Regions from separate parts of the Canis lupus genome. Here region 1 is linked to region 2. A link is a contact called in public Hi-C data. All regions are on one chromosome and are shown on one strand. Each heading gives the region's core, a stretch centred on a gene start, on an enhancer-like site or on the middle of the called end of the contact. The rest is flanking DNA. Distances are from core to core; before and after follow the strand shown. Region 1 holds the start of UBE2K (ubiquitin-conjugating enzyme E2 K). Region 2 holds the start of PDS5A (PDS5 cohesin associated factor A).

Region 1 (4,009 bases), core at 412-2,911, 260 kb after region 2:
CAACGCTCCAACATAAAAGAAAAATACAAATAGTAATGATACATCCAATAATGGTATGTGACATCTTGAAAATAATAACTATTTCAGTATTACTTTTTCATCTCTCTCTTTGTTAAATCCAAGGAGGAAAAACTTGGCATTCTTGTTGTTGTGGGTATAAAAAATTGTACTGATCCTTGTACAGTTTTGAGTCAAATCACTAGAATATTCTGAATATACTATATAAGTAAATATGGCAAACAGCAGAGTATTTAAATTCTGCAGGACTCAAGAGCAGCTTGAGACAAAAAAAAAGTGTTTCCAATAATTTCAATTATGATACAAACCTACTCAATAAGGAGGTATAATAATATATTAATCCGGGGGAAATCCCATGTTTTTAATAGGGCTGGTTTTTCAAAAGTAAGAATCAAGTTAACTATGAGAGACATCATAATGAAGTTTCATGGCATAACACAACAGTCACAGAGGCATTGTCTTAGGAGAGACTCTGACCTGTAACTTGTAAACAATATTTTGAAATAAGCTACTCTTTACCCTCCATTATTTTTTCCTATCGAAAAATATCTAAATGCCTTTAATACACCAAACAACATGCCTTCGACCCAATCAAAAAGCTTTAGATGTCAACAGAAAAGAGGCCTAGGAATTGGGGGTGGGGTGAAGGAAGGGTTGTGGGGGGGGGGGAAGTCGGGAAAAATGAGATAATGATCTATTTTGGAATTAATTCCCTACCTCAGGTGAAAATTCCCTCATTCCCCACTCCAATAGAATAGTATCCCATTACGTCTCCTCTTCTCTCCCAACACCGAACTAAGGAGGGAGTAACTCTGAAACGTCCTTCTTTCATCAGTACCTAAGGTCTTTTTACCGCTCCTTCCCAAAAGAAAAGGACAGTGGAGGCCAAAGAGGCTGTAACGTAGAAAACCCTCAAAAGTGCGGGCCTCGGAGCGGCGCGGCTCTCGGGATCCAGTTACCACCTTTCCCCTTCCCCCAACCCACTTCCCGGGTTTTCTCAGGCCCGGCCTGCTCCCTCCCCACCCTACATCCACACTTCCAGCTGTTGCCACGGCCTCGGGCTCTCTCTAGAGCTCACACCCCTCCAGGAGGCGCCCCCTTCTCCATCTGCCCCCCAAACCGTGCTCCTCTCCAGACCGCCCGCCCGCGAGACTGTCCATCCCAGGGCCCGGGGAGGGGAGGGGAGGGCGACGGAAGCAGGGGGGAGACTGCTGCTTCCCCACAGGCAGAAAGGGCGGCCGCCAAGAGGGCCACCCAGGGGTTACCGGGGGGCCGGGGTCGCCGCTGGGAGCACCCTCCCGCCCAGGGCTGGGGTGGGGGCATGTCTGGGAGTTCATTTCTGACCTCCTCGCTCTTCAGCACCTCCTTGAACTCCCGCTTGATTCGCTGCACCGCGATGTTGGCCATGTCTCCGCCCGCAGCTGATTCGTACCCGCCTCCTCCGCCACCGCTACGACCACCGCCACCGCCGCCACCTCTTCCACCAGCGCCTCCTCCCTCGGCGACTCACACCCGAGCACACGAACGCTGCCACTGCCACCCGGCCGCCGCGCTCTCCTCAGTGTGGAATCACCTCCGCGCCCGGCCACCAAAATGGCGCCGGGTCCGCGCATGCGCAAGACGCTGACCCGGCCGGGCGGCGCAGCCGCTCCCGTTGTAGCCCCATACGCCTCAAACGCGAGCCCGCGCCGCGCTGCGCCGCGCGTCTCTGCCGGAGCTGCGGCCGCGTGGCTCCGCCCTGCCGGCGTCTGAGGCCAGGAGGGTGCGGCTTCCGCGCTGGCCGGCCCTGCGCGGGCCTCCCGGGTCCTCTCGGGTGCCTCCGCCCCTCTCCAAATCGCTGTGGTGCGGCCGAGGCTTCCCACCCGCGGCCTCTGACGGAGGGCTGGGCGCGAGCTAGCGGGTTCTCGCGGCCCCGGTCGGCTGCGAGCGCCGTCCTGACCCAGCCAGACCCAGGACCCCCGGGCTTGCTGCGCCTGACTGGGTCGAGGGCACGAAAACACCATTCCAGAACTCATCCGGCCCATTTTCTGTCGGTGTAGGCCCAGAAAAATCCCACGGCGGTCCGTTTTTGTTCTGAAGCCATTAAAGTGCCACTACTAACGCGATTGTTCCAGATACTCCACGTCGCTGAATTCAAAGTGGTCATTGTTGGGTCGCATCAGGTGTATTTGAAACAGGTAACTCCATGTAGATGCCTGAGGTAGATTTCGAAGTCAGATGTTGATCTTTGAGCTACTTAGATCATCAGTACCGAGGTGTAAGAGTTTTTAACCTTGGGGGCACCCTGGGTGGCTCAGCAGTTGAGCGGCTGCCTTGGGTTCGGGTCATGATCCCGGGGTCCTGGGATCGAGTCCCACATCGGGCTCCCTGCATGGAGCCTGCTTCTCCCTCTGCCTGTGTCTCTGCCTCTCTCTCTCTCTCTCTGTGACTATCATAAATAAATAAAATTTTTTTAAAAATTAAAAAAAAGAGAACAGGGTTTCTTAACCTTGACACTAGTGACATTTTTTTTTTAAGTTTTTAACATTGAATCTACATCAGAATCCCTCAAGAGTTTGTTTAAAAAAACGAAACAAAACAAAAACAGGTTGCTAGACCCCATCCCTAGAGTGTGGGGTGGACCTAATAATTTGCTTCTCTAACAAGTTCTCAAATGCTGCTGCTCTTGCTGCTGGTTCAGGGACCACACTACCAGCACCACTAAACTAAAACATGTGAAAATAGTTTGTATGTTAAAGTGGAAAATGGAGAAATAAAATAAATAAATACATATTTTTTTAAATGGAGAAATAGATGCTTCTTGTGGAGGAATGGTAGCTTTACTTCTGTAAACCTAAGGGCCTATGACTGTCTCGCACTAGTAGGCACTCAATAAATATTGAGTGAACAAATGAAGATAAGAGAAAAATGTTTTAAGTATATAGTAAGTTTGAAAGGCAAATTGAAAATGGTTGCTAGGGTTTCAGGAAGTGATATGGTTTTGGTGCTGAGCGGTACTTTACATAGAACATTCTGGAATAAAGTAATAAAGTTTATTTAGAAGTTTTTATTTCATGAGCTGCTTTCTCCTCATCAGTTAGTAAAGTATCCTCCGAGAAAAATATCACAAATACACGGTCTTAGCAAGAATTACTAAAATTGTGGCACCAAAGTGATTCACAGGCAGTGAATCATTCAAGTGGAGGCACATGGAAAAAAAGTTCTTGAACTTCTGCCATCGGAACCAAGAGGAAATTTTTGATTCCAGCTCTACTCCATGCTAGCTATCTTGGCCAACCTTGGTTTCCTCATCTGTAATATAAGGAAGCTGGACTAGATGTTCTCTTTCAGGTTTTAAGAGGTCAGAATTCTAAAGCATCATTTGGAAATACCTCCCTAGTGGACTAATATAAATTATAAAAAACCCTTCCAGCAGAGCCCCCTAGTGGTCCGCAGAGGTTATACATGTGGGTCACGGTACAATGAATTATTGGTGTAATGTAAATCATTGCAATGCTATGTGTATTTGTGTCAATATATTAAAAATAATTATTTGGGGGGCACCTGGGTGGCTCAGCGGTTGAGCATCTGCCTTTGGGTCAGGTTGTAATCTCAGGGTCCTGGGATAGAGTACTGCATCAGTGCTCCCGGCAGGGAGCCTGCTTCTCCCTCTGCCTATGTCTCTGCCTCTCTGTGTCTCTCATGATAAATAAATAAAACCTTGAAAAAATAAACAAATAAATAAAAATAATTATTTTGAAGTGTTTTGAGTACTTTACATTTATCAACTTCATTCAGTCCCCAATCTTAATTTTGGAACTTCAAGGAGACGTGCAACATTCAAATCACAGGGGGACAACTTGGGAGAGTATGGTCATTTCTTTGATAGAGAGGGATTTGGGTTTGTTTGTTTGTTTGTTTGTTTTCTTGAGAGACAGAAAGAGGGAAAGGGGCAGATGGAAAGGGAGAGACAGAATCTTAAGCAGGCTCCCTGCTTAGCATGGAGCCAGAC
Region 2 (3,844 bases), core at 1,160-3,659:
TGAGGAGCAGAGGGAGAGGGAGAGAGTGAATGGAGAATCTGAAACAGGCTCCATGCCCAGGACAGAGACCAACAGGAGGCTTGAGCTCACAACCCTGAGATCATGACCTGAGCTGAAATCCAGACTCAATCCCTTAGCCAACTGAGCCACCCAGGCGCCCCTGAATTCAATTTGTGTTGTAATCCTTAGAGTTTACTAATCTTGTGTTTATAAAGTCAAGTAATATTAACAAAGTCATAAATTGTAAAATTAAAATTTTTGAGCATATACAAAATTCCATTTAATAGTGGGTAAATCACTCAGAGAAAAAATGACAACGGAAAGCATCACTCTTGTTATTTTAGTATGACAGATTAAAGAAAAAAAACACCTTGAGAGGGAGCACCTAAGAGAAGGTTTTGGTCGGTTTAATTGTCTGGATGAAGACCAACTTAAATGGATTGTCTGCTCCTATAAATGCCCCAGAACAAAGCACTGACTTTTGGGCAGTTCTAGCCAATCAGCAGCTATGGCCAGGTCCATTCCAAGATGATTGCTCCCTTGTGTAACAGCAGGAAAACAATTCAGTGAGTACAGTACCTTTAATATTTTTCTGACCAAGTAAAGGATGTGGAAAAAAGACCAATGGATATTCATTCATCAAGAATAATAATCGAATATAATTTTAAACTACGGTAGTGGGTCAGTTTCAAGAACGGAATGCTATTTCACACTACTGTATTCTTTTTTTTCGACTTCATCTTCCCATACATGTGCAACTGAGATTCATTTGCTTCTTCTTCTTCTTCTTCTTTTTTTTTTTTTTTTAATATTAAACTGCTGAAACCCGGTGCATTGGGTTTTCCTATGGATGAAAGGAAAAGTTGTTCCGGGTGTATTTAAAACCTCAAAAAAGGGATCCCTGGGTGGCGCAGCGGTTTGGCGCCTGCCTTCGGCCTAGGGCGCGATCCTGGAGACCCGGGATCGAATCCCACATCGGGCTCCCAGTGCATGGAGCCTGCTTCTCCCTCTGCCTGTTTCTCTGCCTCTCTCTCTCTCTCTCTGTGACTATCATAAATAAATAAAAATTAAAAAAAAAAAAAAACCTCAAAAAAATATTATTTCCATATTCATCCAGCTACTTTGTAAACATGCTTCCTTCTGGGTGTCCTTCAGAGATCTTCATTCTCTAGGTTTGGGAGTGGAGCCCAGGAACCTACGTTTCAGGCCCTTCTTGGAGAACTACTGGACTCAAAAAAAAAAAAAAAAAAAAAAAAGCTACCTTCATATTTTGCAGCTTTCAAAATATCGATTTTAGAAATCCAAAGAGGAGAAGGCAAAAACCCCGGTGGTTGTCTGAACAGGAACGAGCAGCTCACGTTGTGCCATGTGGTAAAACTTTTTCCTCAGTTTGCAGCTCTTCTGTCCCTGGGGAGGAAATCAGTTCATTTTCATCGAGTAATTAACCGTCTTGCAAGCAGCTCCGCCCCCGTCTCTTCAGGATGACCCCGAAGAGTCTTGAACTCCTCTTCGCGGCGTAACGTACGGCTCGGTCCGCCCTGCCTGCGCTCCCTCACGAGGGCCTCCGGGACCCGGTCCGCTTCCCGCCACAGGGGCCCCTCCTCCGCTCGCCCTTCGGGTCCAGGGCTCCCAGAGGCGCTGTGCGCCGCGAGTCTTGGCGCCAACCGGGTGGCGGCGCTGTCCGCCCCGCGCGCGGCCGCCTCGGGCCCGAGGGAGGCGGAGGCTCGGCCGGCGGAGGAAGGGGAGGGAGCGAGGCGCGCTCCCTGCTCTCGCGTGCTCTCGCACCGCTCGCGTGACCGGCTGGTGTGTGCGCGAGGGGCCGGCTCCCGGGGGCACGGACGGCCGGGCGCGCGCCGCTGCGAGGGGCGTCCGGGTCCCGGTCGGCGGACCCGGCCGGCGCGAGGTGCGGGTGGGTCGGCGGGCCGCGGGGGTCCCGGGCGGACGCGGGCGCTCCCGCTCCCGCTCCCGCTCCCGCTCCCGCTCCCGCTCCCGCTCCCGCTCCCGGAGGAGCCTTCTCCGAGGCTGCTCTTCCTCGGCCAGACGGAGAGCGGCAGTGTCTCCCCGCCCAGCGCACACTCGCCCCGCGTCTCCCCCCGCGGCGGCTGCTCCTCCTCGGCACCGCCAGCCCCAGCGCCGCTCCGGGGCGGGCGGCGGCGGCGGCGGCGGCGGCGGCGGGACCCGCGGAGCCGCTTTGTGTGCAGCCCGACGAGGGGCGGCGGCACAACCACCTGACAGAGGCCCGGGCGCTCGATGCACCTTCCGCCCGCATGAGGAGGAGGAGGTAAAGGCGGCGGCGGCTCGGCTCCCGCCCTCGGTTGGTGGAGGGAGGGGACGGAAGGGGAGACCGGAGGGGGGGGGCGCGGGACCGAGGCCCGGCGGGGCTGCCCGAGGTGCCAGTGAGGCCTCGGCAGCGCTGGACGGCGCCGAGCGGTCGGGGGCGAGAGCAGCCGCCGGGGTCCCTCAGCCGAAGTTGAAGGAACAAAATGTGAAGTGCGGAGCCGCGTCAGCCGCTTCCTGGCGTGGGGTTTGGGGTGGAGGGCGGCTTGTTTTCCCCTCCCGCGGGACAGGGGAGGGGCGGGAGCGTGGCGGGGACGCCGGGGGTCCTGAGGCGCGGCCCGGCAGAGGCGTTCGTCTCCCGGAGCCGCCGCTGCGTGCGGGTCCGTTCGGGTCCCTAGTTTTGCGGCCTAAGCCGAGCCCTATAGGCCTCGCGGCTCCTCTCCCGGAGGGGACCGGCCGGGCGGGGGCTCGGGGCTTCTCTCCGACCGAGCGGGGGCCGTGAGGGCCTCGCCGGGCTCGGGAGGCTGCCGAACTCCGGACCTCGGTGCGTCGGGGTGGGTTTCATTGTGAGAGGCGGAATGGGAAACTCCTGGTGCAGCTCGGCGCTCCCCGCGGCCGCGGCGGCTGGTGCCGGAGAGCCCCTGGGGCCCGGGGCCGGCGGGGCCCGCGTGAGTGGGGGTGGCGGGGCGGCCGCCGGGGGCTGGGCCCGGGGAGGGGCGAGTGGCGGGGCCGCCGCCGAGTCCCCGGCCTCCGTGGAGAAAGGGCCCTTTGCAGATTAGAGATTTTTGAAATGAAAAAAGAGGTTACAAAGTCTCCCCTTTCTCGCTGAACTTTTGTTTTCTGACCGATAGAGGCCGGTAGAGGACTGTGAAAGAAAAGTTGTCCCCCAGGATGGACTTCACCGCGCAGCCCAAGCCTGCCACTGCCCTCTGTGGCGTCGTGAGTGCAGACGGGAAGATCGCTTACCCTCCGGGGGTAAAGGAGATCACCGACAAGATCACCACCGATGAAATGATCAAGCGACTGAAGGTAAGCGTCTGGACAGTGTTCACACTTGAGACGTTTGTGGTAGGAGGTGCTCTCTCCCGTGGTATTATTACTGCACTGCTAGGCCTGGCCTTTACAGTTTCACCTACCAGGGTTTTTTGTTTGTTTGTTTGTTTGTTTTAGATATCTTGTCATCTCCTTTTTTTACCACCTCTGAGAGGGATTATCTTGGTTGTATCTTTGGTTCTGTAGGGATATAATCATTATGGAAAATTAAAAGCAGTGTATCTGTTTTTTCAAACCTAAGAATGTGCGCTTTTTTTTTTGAGAGAGAGAGAGATATATATATATAACTTTTTTTCTAGAAATATTTATGAGAATACTGTTCAAAGTAGCTTACAATCTTAAGTTTAGGCAATAGCTGCCTAGGAAGGGTCCTATTTCCATCACTTTCCGAGGAGACCAATCACAAAAGCATTTTTATTAAATTGTCACAATTTTCTAATATCCGGAAGCTTAAATACGAATTTAATATGGTTGAACTTTCACAGAATGTACTGACTTCACAATTCAGACTTGA

What was found. A called contact is a pair of places that touch in the nucleus more often than the background predicts.
Region 1: a contact with region 2 is called in a Hi-C map of blood, with 6 times the contacts expected there. The contact joins the promoter of UBE2K here to the promoter of PDS5A in region 2. A contact is called at or near these places in 5 of 9 Hi-C or Micro-C datasets (amygdala, blood and liver).

What each region holds. Positions count from the first base shown.
Region 1 is chr3:73,350,995-73,355,003 of UU_Cfam_GSD_1.0, forward strand. UBE2K (ubiquitin-conjugating enzyme E2 K) reads right to left here and starts at 1,662. Exons shown (of 5, transcript XM_038533449.1): 1 at 1,363-1,662. The coding sequence starts at 1,425. It overlaps LOC102155382 (a long non-coding RNA gene), which reads left to right and starts at 1,768. Exons shown (of 4, transcript XR_005357280.1): 1 at 1,768-2,195.
Region 2 is chr3:73,091,076-73,094,919 of UU_Cfam_GSD_1.0, forward strand. It overlaps PDS5A (PDS5 cohesin associated factor A), which reads left to right and starts at 2,410. Exons shown (of 33, transcript NM_001313809.1): 1 at 2,410-2,490; 2 at 3,129-3,306. The coding sequence starts at 3,169. LOC119876149 (a long non-coding RNA gene) reads right to left here and starts at 1,707. Exons shown (of 2, transcript XR_005357278.1): 1 at 1,086-1,707; 2 at 740-885.